Linked DNA regions of Mus musculus: region 2 is linked to region 1. Evidence: chromatin contacts called from public Hi-C data. All regions are on one chromosome and are shown on one strand. Each heading gives the region's core, a stretch centred on a gene start, on an enhancer-like site or on the middle of the called end of the contact. The rest is flanking DNA. Distances are from core to core; before and after follow the strand shown.

Region 1 (6,456 bases), core at 2,728-5,227:
TATTTATTTATAGTCCTTTCAGAAGGGTTACTGTGTTTTAAGGGCAGCAAAGAGAACTTAGAGCCTTTTCATAAAAGATTTGATTTATCATCAGTGTTAGTGTGAGGCTGTGCCACGAGTTTATGTTCGAGTGCTTGTGGTCCCTGGAGCTGGACTTCTAGGTGCTTGTGAGGTACTCAGCACGGGTGTCAAGAACCAAGCTTTGCTTCTGTGAGGCGAAAGACACTATCAATGGGACAAAAAGGCCACCAACAGATTGGGAATTACCAATCCTAAATCAGATAGGGAACTAATATCCAATATATACAAAGAGCTCAAGAAGCTGGACTCCAGAAATTCAAATAACCCCATTAAAAAAATAGGGTACAGAGCTAAATAAAGAATTCTCAACTGAGGAATACTGAATGGTTGAGAAGCACCTGAAAAAATGTTCAACATCCTTAATCATCAGGAAAATGCAAATCAAAACAACCCTGAGATTCCACCTCACACCAGTCAGAATGGCTAAGATCAAAAATTCAGGTGATAGCAGATGCTGGCATGGATGTGGAGAAAGAGGAACACTCCTCCATTGCTAGTGGGATTGCAAGCTTGTACAACCACTCTGGAAGTCAGTCTGGAGGTTCCTCAGAAAATTGGACATAATACTACCAGAAGATCCAGCAATTCCTCTCCTGGGCATATACCCAGAAGTAGTTCCAACTTGTAATAAGAACACATACTCTACTATGTTCATAGCAGCCTTATTTATAATAGCCAGAAGCTGGAAAGAACCCAGATGTCCCTCAACAGAAGAATGGATACAGAAAATGTGGTACATTTACTCAATGGAGTACTACTCAGCTATTAAAAACAATGAATTTATGAAATTCTTGGACAAATGGATGGACCTGGAGGGCATCATCCTGAGTGAGGTAACCCAATCACAAAAGAAGTCATTAGATATGCACTCACTGATAAGTAGATATTAGCCCAGAAACATAGAACACCCAAGATACAATTTGCAAAACACAAGAAAATCAAGAAGAGGGAAGACCAACAGGTGGATACTTCATTCCTCCTTAGAATAGGGAACAAAATACCTATAAAAGGAGTTACAGAGACAAAGTTTGGAGCTAAGACGAAAGGATGGACTATCCAGAGACTACCCTATCCGGAGATCCATCCCATAATCAGCCACCAAACCCAGACACAATTGCATATGCCAGCAAGATTTTGCTGAAGGGACCCTGGTATAGCTGTCTCATATGAGGCTATGCCAGTGCCTGTCAAATACAGAAGTGGATGCTCACAGTCATCTATAAGACGAACACAGGGCCCCCAATGGAGAAGCTAGAGAAAGCACCCAAGGAGCTGACGGGGTCTGCAAACCCTATAGGTGGAACAACAATATGAACTAACCAGTACCCCTAGAGCTCGTGTCTCTAGTTGCATATGTAGCAGAAGATGGCCTAGTTGGCCATCACTGGGAAGAGAGGCCCCTTGGTCTTGCAAACTTTATATGCCCCAGTACAGGGGAATGCCAGGGCCAAGAACTGGGAGTGGGTTGGTAGGGGAGCAGGGCAGGGGGAGGGTATAGGGAACTTTCGGGATAGCTTTTGAAATGTATATAAAGAAAATATCTAATAAAAATAAATTTAAAAAGACACCTAAAAAAAAAAAAAGAACCAAGCTTTGTTTTCCAGAAGAATAAGCAAGCATTCTTAACTGAAGCCATCTCTTCAGCCCCTAGGACCAAACTCTTAAGAAACAGCTTCTAAATTCTACTTGTACAAATAAGATATGAGTTTCATGTTTTACACCTCTGCGAAGCTGAAATGTGCTACCTCAAGTTCGAGTGGAGACTAAAGAACTGCTGTTGTAGCATGTCACATGCTATCTGCTTACTGTGAAATGTTAGCTGGAGGATGCTAAGCCTCCTGAGGGCCCTTTTCACTCTCCTTTTAACTTTGCTGGAACTTTTAATTCATGGGGTAGAAAAATCCACCAACAATTTTAGAGTTGTGACTAAAAATAATTGGATCATATGTTTACTGAACATATCTATCTATCTATCTATCTATCTCTCTCTTTCTCTCTCTCTCTCTCTCTATCTATCTATCTATCTATCATATGTCTGTCTATCTATCATCTATCTATATCTATCTATCTATCTATCTATCTATCATATGTCTGTCTGTCTATCTATCTGTCTATCATATGTCTGTCTGTCTATATCTATCTATCTATCTATCTATCTATCTATCTATCTATCTATCTATCTATCATATGTCTGTCTATCATCTATCTACCTATCTATCTATCATCTATCTATCTATCTATCTATCTATCTATCTATCTATCTATCTATCTATCATGTCTGTCTGTCTATCTATCATGTCTGTCTGTCTATCTATCTGTCTATCATATGTCTGTCTGCCTATCTATCTATCTATCATATGTCTGTCTGTCTATCTATCTATCTATCTATGTATCTATCTATCTATCTATCTATCATATGTCTGTCTTTCATCTATCTGTCTGTCTATCTATCTATCTATCTACCTATCATATGTCTGTCTATCATCTATCTACCTATCATATGTCTGTCTATCATCTATCTACCTATCATCTATCTATCTATGTATCTATCATCTATCAGTCTGTGTGTGTGTATGTATATATGTATGTATGTATGTATGTATCTGTCTGCGTGTGGGGAGCATACATGCCATAGTAAACATATAGAGATCAGAGGACAGCCTTGAGCATCATTTCTTGCCTTCCATTTGGTTCAACATTATCTAAGGTTAACTGGCCAACAAATTTCTAGGGAGTCTCCTGTCTCTGCTGTAGGGACTCAGAGATTACAAAAGCATACTATTATACCTGGCTTTACATGGGTTCTGGAGATTTGAGCCCAAGTCTTTATGTTTGCATAGCCTCCACCTGACCCGCTAAGTCACCCTCCAAAGCTCACATGAGTCCTCATTTTAGTATGAAGGACTGTGTTATGTCAGGAAATGAGAGAAGATCATAATATGTTATCTCCTTTTAGACTCTTCTGTATACTTAAGCTGTTGTTGGGCTCTGAAGGTGGTGTTTTCAGTAAGAAAGTACCTTGTGTTGTTGTTGTTGGGCTTTTTCTTTATAGATGTGCATGATGTCATTATACTCTATGCCTAGTAAATAGATTACAGATTTCTCTTGACACATAAGGGCCACCTGGAGGGAAACTGCTAAAGATGTACAGGCCTGAGAGTCTAAACATGAGTCTAGTTCTTCCTGTCGTTTGTAGCAGTTCTTACAGTGGGAACATTGCCTGCTAGGAGTGAGGACACCTCTAAGGGTCCCTTTTAATAACTGTCATATTCCAGTCTTAATACATTAGTCGCGGACTTTGAGGAGAGCCCCTTGTCACGGTGGCTCGCCTTTTGAGTGCATTGCTCAGGTGCTACAGCACTTAGGAGTTGCACTGGGAGGCCTGGCTCCATTCCAGAAAGCTTTTCTTTAGAGGGGAAGGGCATCTCTTTATCGTAGGGGTCCGCTGGTTTATAAAACCCTCAGAGCCCACTGAAAAGGCCGTGTTTCGGAAGGACATTTGGAAATACAACTCAGAAAAGCAAGCCTCCTTTTTGTAACCAGTAGTTTTCAGTGAACTCTGGAATAAGGCTTTATAGATGAACATGTGTCAAGCTTGTCTTTACCGTGTTTTGATTGTTTTTGTCTGCCCAGTCCAGTGTGTTCTAAGGAGAGGGCCAGTGCAGTGGGGGTGTCTGGTGGCCTCAGGATGGCTACACTGATGGAGGAAGTGTTACTTGGTGAGACTGATCTGAGCACTGTGTTCTTCTGGTGTCTCTGGGATTGTGTGGAGCTTCACTGAAGACTCTCAGTGCTTTAGGAGAGAGCCGGCTGGCTTCCAGTCAGCCAGGGACAGAGCAAGACTTCTTCTTACCCTGTTTCTCCTGACTTCTAGCTTGAGTTCCCTTCCCCGCTGTCTCCTTATTGCACACACTTAAGGCACTATGATAGCTATTTGAGGTGAAGGTTGTTAACTGAGTCAGAGTGAGGGAATGAGTAATTTGAAGATTTCACTCCAAAGAAGGAAGAATCTCTTCTGTATTACATAAGCAATAAAGCTATTTCAAGTTTCCTTGATTTTGATTTTTCCCTCGCTTGGTATTGCTGTGGGTTTTTTGTTTTTGTTAGATATTTTAAAACTTTAGTTTGTCTGTTTTGTTTCATATATTTCAAAGTTGGCGAATAATTTGAGCTAAACAAACTTACAGTTATTTGAGTTCTTAAGGCGAAATAAAAGGGAAATACATCTTTCTTTAGTTTCTGTCTTCCTTCTAAGTAGCTGAAATGTGCTACCACATGTCTGGTTTTGGAGATTCATTCTTTAGCACAGTTCATATTATAAATGTAGGGAATAGAGAAAACAAACCTGCGGCCTGCTAGGCGGCTCTTAAACATCTGTGAGTCACAGACACCTTGGAGCTCCCACGCTTCTAAGGGCAGGTGCAGAGGTCATGCGGGAACTTTTGTGTACTTTCAGAAGGTCTGTGGAGGCTTTGCTCCCTCCTCACTGCTTTAAGAACTCTCAGCAAGCCAGGCATCATGGTGCATGCCTGTGGCTACATAGGATACATGGCTACTGTACTAGTGCAGCAGTCCTTAACCTTCCTACTGCTGGCACCCTTCGATACAGTTCCTGATGTAGTGCGGACCCCCCGCCATAAGATTATTTTGTTACTGTTATGAATTGTAATGTAAATATCTGATATGCAAGATATCTGATGTGCAACTCACAGGTTCAGACCTGTTCCACGAGGGAGGCTGAGTGGGAGGGTCATGAGTTCAAGGCTTCTGAGAGGTCAGGGGGACCCTGCGGGTGTCAGTGTGGACAGTGATCAGAAGAAGAGATGAGAAGGAAAAATGTTGGTCAGACTGACTCCGTCAGCTTGAATCAGACTTCAGGGAGTCTGATGCTCTTTGAAGTTTACTGTCAGCATAGTTAAAACACAGTACAACATGGGAAACAGATTCCAGGCAATAGTCATTCCTGTTCCAGGTGTACAAAAAAGCTTAAGGTGTGACATCGACTTAGAAACTCCTGTACAAAGTGTGACCATGCAGGTGGGCTCTATAGCTAAAAGGTGTAGACTCTGATGTGGTTTTGATTAGGATATCATAGATGTCAGCAGGCCATAAACAACATGTGAGTTTAACTGGGAGCTAAAATAAAGATAATGATCTCAGAAGTGTTGGGGTTCAGGAGTCACCCACAAACCACATAAACACCAATCACAGTCATCCAGGGATGGTTTAGTGAATGTGCACCCTAAGACTAACGATCAGGGCTGAAGCTCAGAATTTGGGGGCTGAGGCTAAAGCCCCAAACATTTCTCAGGGCTAGCTTATAAGGGAAAACAAACAAACAAACAAACAAACAAAACCGACAATGAACTTGTGCAGGTGCAGGAAGTGCTGCTGGGTGGTCAGCTCTGACTCAACCAATTTTGGCTAGCTAGACAAAACAGCTCTAACTGACCTTTATTCTGATTGGTCCTTGCTGGAGCTTTTAGTTGTTGAATTTCGTAAGCTTCACAAACCTCAACATACAGAATATAAGAGGGTGTGTAGTCAGCACGGACCTACTCTGAGCCAAGTAATTTTTCTGTGTCAATGTCTGGAAGGCATATTATGGTAACAATATGAACTAGCTGGTGGGCATGGAACGAAGTGGCTGCAGCTGTGCTAGGGGTGCAAGGCTCAACAGGGAGGAAGAGTCTGGGCTAAGCATTCTAGGGAATTTCGGCCTGCCTCCCCAGATACCAAAAAGGTCACCAGGTCCTAAACAATACCCACTCCCACCTGATGTTTACCATTACTGGTTGGTTTCACTAGTGATCTGTTGGCATGACATTTGTGCTTCCAATGGGGAGGGGCATAGTAAGATCCTATCTCAAAAATAAAAAAATTGTAAAAAAAAAAAAACTATATGATTGTGTATATGTGATTATTAGTGCAGAAATTTTAATCAGGTATATCTTCAATAATGTACTACACATTGTAGATGCTTATCTCATTTGATGGTTTCACTGTTACATAATACTTGCATTAATCTATTTTGCAATTAAAAAAAAGGCTCAGAAAGCTAAAATAATTTGCTCTACACCATCCTGCAGATAGAGATTTTATTTTATTTGTGCGTGTACGCATGTATATGTACACTTTGTGTCTGTGTATGCGCCAGTCGTCAGTGTTGGTTGGTGTCTTTATTTGTCTTCAGATCGTGTGTGTGTGTGTGTGTGTGTGTGTGTGTGTACACATAGACCAGAAGCAGGCATTGAATATCTTTGTATATCACTCTCTACCTTGCGTGGTCTCTTCTTGAACATGGAACTTGCATTTTTTGTTTGGTCTGGGATCCAGCGATCCACTGCCCCACCCTTCTCAGTGCTAGTGATAGAG
Region 2 (7,125 bases), core at 1,024-3,523, 140 kb before region 1:
ATGCTTGAGCATGTGCCTGTTTGTGTGTGATGTAATGAGTGTAAGATTACATACTTACAGGATCATGTGTCACTTAACAATCCCTCCCTCTCTCTCACTCTCCTCTCCCTCTCCCCCCTCCCCCTCTTTCCCTCTCCCTCTCCCTCCCTCTCCCCCTCCCCTCTTTCCCTCTCCCTCTCCCTCTACCCCTCCCCCTCCCCCTCCCCCCTCTCCCTCCTTGATTAATTCTTTATTAAGAATATAGAAAGTCAGGCCATTGAGTGGCTTAGCAGGTAAAGGTGCTTACTCTGAAAGCCTGACCTGATGACTTTCGTTCAATCCCCTAAACCCATGAAAAGTAGCAGGAAAGTGTTAGAGAGATGACTCCGCAGTTAAGAACACTGGCTGAGTTCAATTCCTATCGACCACAAGGTGTCTCAAAACCATCTATAATGGGATCTGATGCCCTCTTCTGGAGTGTCTGAAGACAGCAACAGTCTACTCACATGCATAAAATAAATAAGTAAATCTTTTTTTTTTTTTAAGTAGCAGGAAAGAACCAACTCCACAGTGTTTTCCCCGACCTCCATTTATTACACCACACCACGGATACCCCACCCCACAGAGGAATAATAAACAAAACAAAAAATCTAAACATACTTTAAAAATAAGTAAAGTTGGATTCAGATCTAGTTTAGCTGTGTTGGACTTTTTTTTTTTCTTTTGTGTTTTGAGGCAGAGTCTTATGTAGCCTAGGCTGGCCTCCAATTCCTTCTGTGGCTACAGATGACCTTGAACTTGTGATCCTGTCCTGCATGACAGGTAAGAAACACAGGATGCTGAAGAATGGGTTAGCAAGCAGCCAGAGAAGTAAAATGAGAGCCGTGGTAAGGAACAGAACAAACAGGGCCTGTGTGTGCAGGTCGCTGAGAGGACGTGAAATAGGCCAGGAAGGCTGAGGACATCAGATTGGCAACCACCCTCTGATTGTCTGTGTATTTCCTGTCTGTCCTTCTGTCCGTCCTTCCTTCCTTCTTGCCACCTTTCCCTTTCCCTGTCTTGTCATCTCTTCTTAGGTTTTTCTTCTTTTTCAGCACAGACTGGCACGGAGCTCCGGCTGGCCTTGAACTTGTTGTGTAGTTGACAGGATGACCTTGAATTCCTGATATTTTTTGTTTCTGTTGCCCAAACACTGGGATTACAGCTCATCACATAATTCACTCTTACTTATATTCACTATTGTTACTGTGTGTGTGCACACTCACAGGCATGTGAATGTGTGCCTGTGTGCATGCTACACCGTGCATGGAGGGCACGGCTATTCCTCTTCTCCCACCGTGGGTTCCAGGGTTCAGACTCAGGTCATCAGCTGGCATGGCTCGAGCTTTGACTGGCTTGGCTATTGTGCCAGCCATGTCTTACAGTTTTAAGAACACCTTTTATTCTGAGCACATTTTCCTGTCTGTCTGCAGTCCATCCAAGGCTAACCAGTGCTGAGCAGAGAGCCTTAGAATAACCAAGCTCAACTTAAATTCGACTTCCAGCACTTTCCTTGTCTGTAAAGTGGACAGACGGACATTTATAAAGGCAGAGTAAGTGGTAGAAGCTTGCCTCACGAGCTGGAGGAAGAGTAGCTTCAATCTCCAACACTGAAAAAGAAATATCTTCCTTTGCATGAGACTGCTATGTTTGAGGACCTCATGAAATTCTGGCTTCCTTCCTGTCCCGTCCCCTCCCCTCCCCATCTCTCCACTGCTCTATATTATAAATTGCTGGGGTGGAGGGGCCAGGTGCACACAGTGCTCTTTGTGGGCCTCCAGCACTGCACTAAGTGCAATTAAGTATCTAATAAATGCCTTTTGATTAATTTCAGCATCATCCTAAGCAAGTGAAAATCACTCTGCCCAATCTCCCTGATTAGATGTTTCCCCTGGAAGAAGTTCAGATGGCATCGATGCTAAATTCAGCACCGGTGAATTTTAGCAAATGGCCTTATGAGGCTTCGGTTCATCTCTCCTCAGAGATGGGATGATCACCCTCACACCTGCCTCCCAGCCCCACCTCTATGCTTTTGGACATATTTATCTCTACACCTGGAATATGAGACCCTGCCTTTTGATCAGTGTATCATATACTTTTCTTGTTTTGGAGACAGAGTATCAGGAAGACTTAAGGAAGGAAGGTTTATTTTGCCTCATAGCTCATCTACATAGTCCATCCCGACAGGATCCTCACACAGCGGGAGCTCCAGGCAATCGCTCATCTCAAGAGGCAGGAAGCATGGGTGGGGGTGGAGGGTGAGGCTGGTGCTCACAGGGGATGTGGGGTGCAGCTGGTGCTCAGTTCCCAGGGGGTGGAGGATGTAGCTGGCGCTCAGCTCTTAGGGGAGGGATCTGGTGCTCAACTCTCAGACGATGAGAGTGCTCACCTTTAGAGGTGGTGCTGGGGGCTCAGTTCCAGGATCCCAGCCCATGGAATGGTGCTGCCCATATTTAGGGTGAGGGGAGTCTTCCTATTTCATCCTAATCTAAAAGTGCCCTCTACACCTCCCCAGAGGTTTGTTTCCATGGTGATCGTAAAGCCCATCAAATTGACACTCAAGACTAATCACCACAATCCTAGAGTTATGTAACCTAGAGCCAAAGGGGCTGAGAAGCTGAGGGCTCATGGGTGAGACTGCTGAGCGCCTGTGGCTTATCACTGCCCCCGCCCCACAGCAGACGGGCAGCAGATCGCTCAGGAGTAACCCTCATTTCTCTTTGTTCACCTGCCATTGCTCTTCTGCAAGAATCCAGTCTCTGCCGGGTGTTTGCTGATTCTGCAGATTTCCTGAAGGGCTGGGGAGGGGGGGGGGGAGTGCAGGGTCCTCACCTGTTTCCGCTGTGCCGCCACTGCCCTGCTTCTCTCCTCCGGATTTCTCTAATTGGCGAAAACCCCAAAGGAACATTTCTCCTTGTTTCCTGCATCCGTGTATAGCTCACATTTTGTTGTCTGCGCAGTTTCTCGACGCTGTAGCCCCTTCCCCAAATAGTTTATCAAAATATATTTGTTGTTTTACTTTTGTTGACACAGGGTCTCATGTAGGCCAGGTTGGACTCCAACTAAGTATGTGGCCAAGGATAGCATTGGCCTTCTGATCCTCCTGCCTCCACCTCACCAGTAAGTACTGGGACTGTAGGTGTGTGTCACCAACCCCCTCAGGCCCGCCCCACAAGTATTTCTTCCCTACAAAAGAAGAACTCTTTTCTTATCATATATTAATTGTATATAATAACGCTGCATTATGACATTTTTATGCACTAATGTACTGTGCTCTACCATACCCTCCCGTTAGCTCCCCCCCAACTTCTTATGTTCCCTTACTGTCCCCTCAACTTTTACTTTCATGGATGTGTGTGTGTGTGTGTGTGTACATGCCTGTGTGTATACGTTTCTGTTCTCTTTCCTCTTGTATTTAAAAAAAAAAAACATTATTTTTTATTTATTATGGTGGACGGGAGGGGTGAGGTGGAAGGGTCACGAGAGTATTACAGTGCACACGTGGAGATGAGAGGACAACCTCTAGAGTCCGTTATTTCCCTCCACTATTTGGGTTGCCAGATGGAACTCAGGCCATCTGCTCGGGACTAACTCCCAGGCTCTGTGAAGATACAATTTCTCCACCTCTTTACATCGCTCTCTACTGAGCGCTGCATCCCTACACCACACCAGTAGCTGCTTCCTAGATTCAAGCAATGGAGTCAGGGCAGGTCGTGATTTACACTGTGTGTTTTGGGGCACTGTGAATGATGTGGGAGATTAGAGGAGGTGACTGGCAACGTCGTAGACTTTAGTGGTGCAGTTCCTATGATCACCACTGAGTGGCGCTGTTCCCATGTTAGTCCGACAAAGATAACGCTGCTGTAGGCTATCAAATTTTCAGTTTCTGGCTAAGCCCTTACAATGATGGTCCTGATTCCTTTTAGTGGTATAGTTGAGAGGCTTTAAAAGTGACTTCTAAGAAAGCAAAGTGAGCTAGACTTTGAAAAGAACTTAGTGCCGCACTTGGTGATAGGACACTAATAGAGCCAAACGTCTAAAGACAGAATTCAATTAATTTTTCATCTTTTTGCTGGCGTGGAACTCACTATGCAGAGCAAGCTGGCCTCAAATTCGGATGATCCTTCTGCCAAGTGCTGGAATTGCAGCCTCACTACCATGCCCAAAGTTGTAATTTTAAAATGTAAGAGTTCCATGTGACAGAGTAATATATACTTAGAAACTGAGGCAGCTAGCGGCCAGTCGGGGTAATACAGTGAGATGGGCATCACGCTCCTTACATAAGGAGGAGACCCCTACTACCGGTGCCAATATCACCATGTTTAGGTCACCAAGGCCAGACTTTTGAGCCCCGCATTAGCAGTCACTGTAAGTCTTACAGTGAGGGGACAGACACAAGAAGCCAGGGTGAACAACCAAAATTAAGGAATATTTCAAACCTGTGGCTTTGAAAAACTACAGTGTAGATGACTTTGCTTTCCCTTTAATAAGACCAGGAAAAGAGAATTGATATTCATGGCATACATGCTAATATCAAGCGTTGATACAGTAATGGATATTACACTCAGCGAACAATGAAGGTTACTCCTGGGGGCTTCCTATGCAGAGAGATCTGCTCCCTGTCTGTGGCCAGAGCTCCAGCAAAATGTAAGCTCACGTGAGAACAACGTCCTAGGCTTTCCACCGCCTACGTGAAGGTGTGGTTTGACTGAGAATGCCCCATAGGCTCATATGTTTGATATCTAGACCAGCAGTTGGTGGAACTGTTAGGGAAGGATGGGGGTGTGGCCTTGTTGGAGGGGGTGTGTCACTGGGGCTGGCTTTGAGGTTTCGGAAGACTAGCACCATTCCCAGTGTGCTCTCTCTGTGCTTCCTGTTTGTGGATCTGGATGTGAGCTCTCAGGTTTCTCTCTCTCTCTCTCTCTCTCTCTCTCTCTCTCTCTCTCTCTCTCTCTCTGTGTGTGTGTGTGTGTGTGTGTGCGTGTGTGTAGGTCAGAGTACAACTTCCGCTACTATCATCAGAAACACTGTCCACCTCCCTTGACACAAGATCTGCCATTGCTTATGTATGCGAGTGGTTTTCTTCTCCAGGCACACTGTGTCCACAGAGACACCAGAAGAGATGCTTGAATCCCCGGGAACTGGAAACATGGCTGTTTGTGTACAACTATATAGATGTTGAGAACTAAACCCCAGCCTTCTGGAAAGCACGCTTAACCACTGATCTATCTCTCCAGCTATCTCTACTTTGCTTGTTTGAGACGGAAGCTCACTCTCCCAAGCTGGAAAAAAAACCTTTTTGTATGATGCACGCTTGCCTCTAACTTGTGTGGCTCCTCCGTCTGCAGCCTCCTAAGTGTTGGAATTACAGGTGTATACCATCAAACCAGGCAAAACAGAGCGAGCGAGCGAGCGAGCGAGAGAGAGAGAGAGAGAGAGAGAGAGAGAGAGAAATTCTCCCTACAGAGCCCTGGCTGTCCTGGAACTCACTGTACACACTGACCTTGAACCCACGGAGAGTTGCCTGCTGCCGCCTGAGCTCTGGGACTTTGGGCAAGCACCACTACACCCAGACACTTGCCATTTTATTGTATGCAGTGTACTTTGAACACAGGAAAGTGGGTGTTTCTGATGGAAGAAAAAGTTTTCATCTGAAATTTACTTTTTAAGACTTTTTAAATTTATGTGTATGTATACATGTGTATACATGCCTATGCCTTGTGTGTGCACAGGTGCCCACAGGGCAAAAGAGAGCATTTAGATGCCCTGGATCTGGAGTTATAGGCAGCTGTAAATTGCTCACTATGGACTGGGAGCTAAACTTGGCCCCTATGGAAGAGAAGAGGACATTCTCTTAGGCTCAGCAGAGCCTTCTTCTCAGCCCTTTCTGAAATTATTTTAAAATTGCAAGATTGAGACAACAGAATAAGGTTGCTACGTTGCCGAAGAGATGATTTTGCACATGCATTCTTTTTAAATTGTCTTCAATATTGCCTTTATAAAGAAATCTTAGATGACATTTTTATTAGATTTATTCATTTTATGTGTGAGTTGTTTGCCTGCACATGTGTGTGTGTTTGTGTGTGTGTGTATGTATATATATGTATATGCATGCACCATGTGTGTGCTTGGTACTCATGGATGTCAGAAAGGGCATTAGCTACCCTGGAGCTGGAGTCATCAGTAGTTGAATCACCCTGTGGGTACTGGGAATCAAACCCAGATCCTCTGAAAGTGCAGCAAGTACCCTGAACCTCTGACCAACTCCCAGCTCTACATAATTGACAATTTTAAGGCATGAATGGAAAGCAACAGAAAACAGGTTCACTTAAGGCTTTAAGTATTAGCCTCCCCCACCCCCATCTTTCTTCTCTTTTCTTTTTCTTTTTTTTTCTTTCTTTCTTTCCTTTTTTTTTTTCAGAAAAAAACAAAACAAAACAAAACAAAACAGGGTTTCTCTGTGTAGCCCTGGCTGTCCTGGCATTCACTCTGTAGACCAGACTGGCTTCGAACTCAGATATCTGCCTGCCTCTGCCTCCCAAGTGCTGGGATTAAAGGCGTGTGTCACCACTGCCTGGCCCATGGCAATCTTTCAACTGGATATACTCAAATAATTGCAAATTTTAGGGAGTTGCACAGTCTGCTCTAGGGGAAGAGATGCAGTGATTTTATATGTGAGCATCCCTACATAATAAACATGGAGGTATAGTATTGACGAACAGCCTCAAGCCTTCTTCAATCTGCTATAAGGCTAAGAAGGGAACCGGAGGCCTGGCTCAGCAGTTAAGAGCACTGGCTACTCTTACAGAGGACTTGGGTTTCATCCCCAGTGCCCACATAGCAGCTCACAAGCATCTGTAACTCCAATCCTAGGGATTCCAAACGTTCTCTGACCTTTGAGGACACCAGGCACACATACAGCACATGCATGCAGGCAAAAATATCCATATACATAAAATTTAAAAAAGAAATCCAAAAAATATCCATATACATAAAATAAAAAAAAAATAAATCCAGAAGTGGTTGTTGGGTCCCCTAGACCTGGATCCAGGAGCCAGTTGCAGGCAATTGCAATCTGCCCAATGTGGGTTCTGGGAGCCAAACTCC

Evidence for each region. A called contact is a pair of places that touch in the nucleus more often than the background predicts.
Region 2: a Hi-C map of cerebral cortex shows a contact between it and region 1, with 3 times the contacts expected there. The contact joins two enhancer-like sites. A contact is called at or near these places in 6 of 39 promoter capture datasets (3T3-L1-derived adipocytes, the C10 cell line, frontonasal cranial neural crest and 3 more), 2 of 484 Hi-C or Micro-C datasets (cerebral cortex and cortical neurons), 6 of 115 datasets of contacts at active chromatin or transcription factors (CD8 T cells, bone marrow-derived macrophages, embryonic stem cells and 3 more) and 3 of 9 other capture datasets (adipose tissue, liver and pancreatic islet).

What each region holds. Positions count from the first base shown.
Region 1 is chr8:64,804,267-64,810,722 of GRCm38.p6, reverse strand. All of the region lies in intron 4 of Klhl2 (kelch-like 2, Mayven), which reads left to right. All of the region lies in intron 3 of Gm46040 (a long non-coding RNA gene), which reads right to left. Among named protein-coding and RNA genes, the nearest start is that of Gm46040, 32 kb to the right of the region's middle. Within about 2 kb of position 3,977, at least 40 of the 459 cell types and tissues checked have an H3K27ac peak or open chromatin away from gene starts, as enhancers often do. A contact at or near this core is called in cerebral cortex, where this site is marked.
Region 2 is chr8:64,938,324-64,945,448 of GRCm38.p6, reverse strand. It overlaps Gm32507 (a long non-coding RNA gene), which reads right to left. Exons shown (of 4, transcript XR_379050.2): 3 at 2,851-2,997; 4 at 714-1,628. Among named protein-coding and RNA genes, the nearest start is that of Gm32507, 4.5 kb to the right of the region's middle. Within about 2 kb of position 2,273, at least 17 of the 459 cell types and tissues checked have an H3K27ac peak or open chromatin away from gene starts, as enhancers often do. A contact at or near this core is called in cerebral cortex, where this site is marked.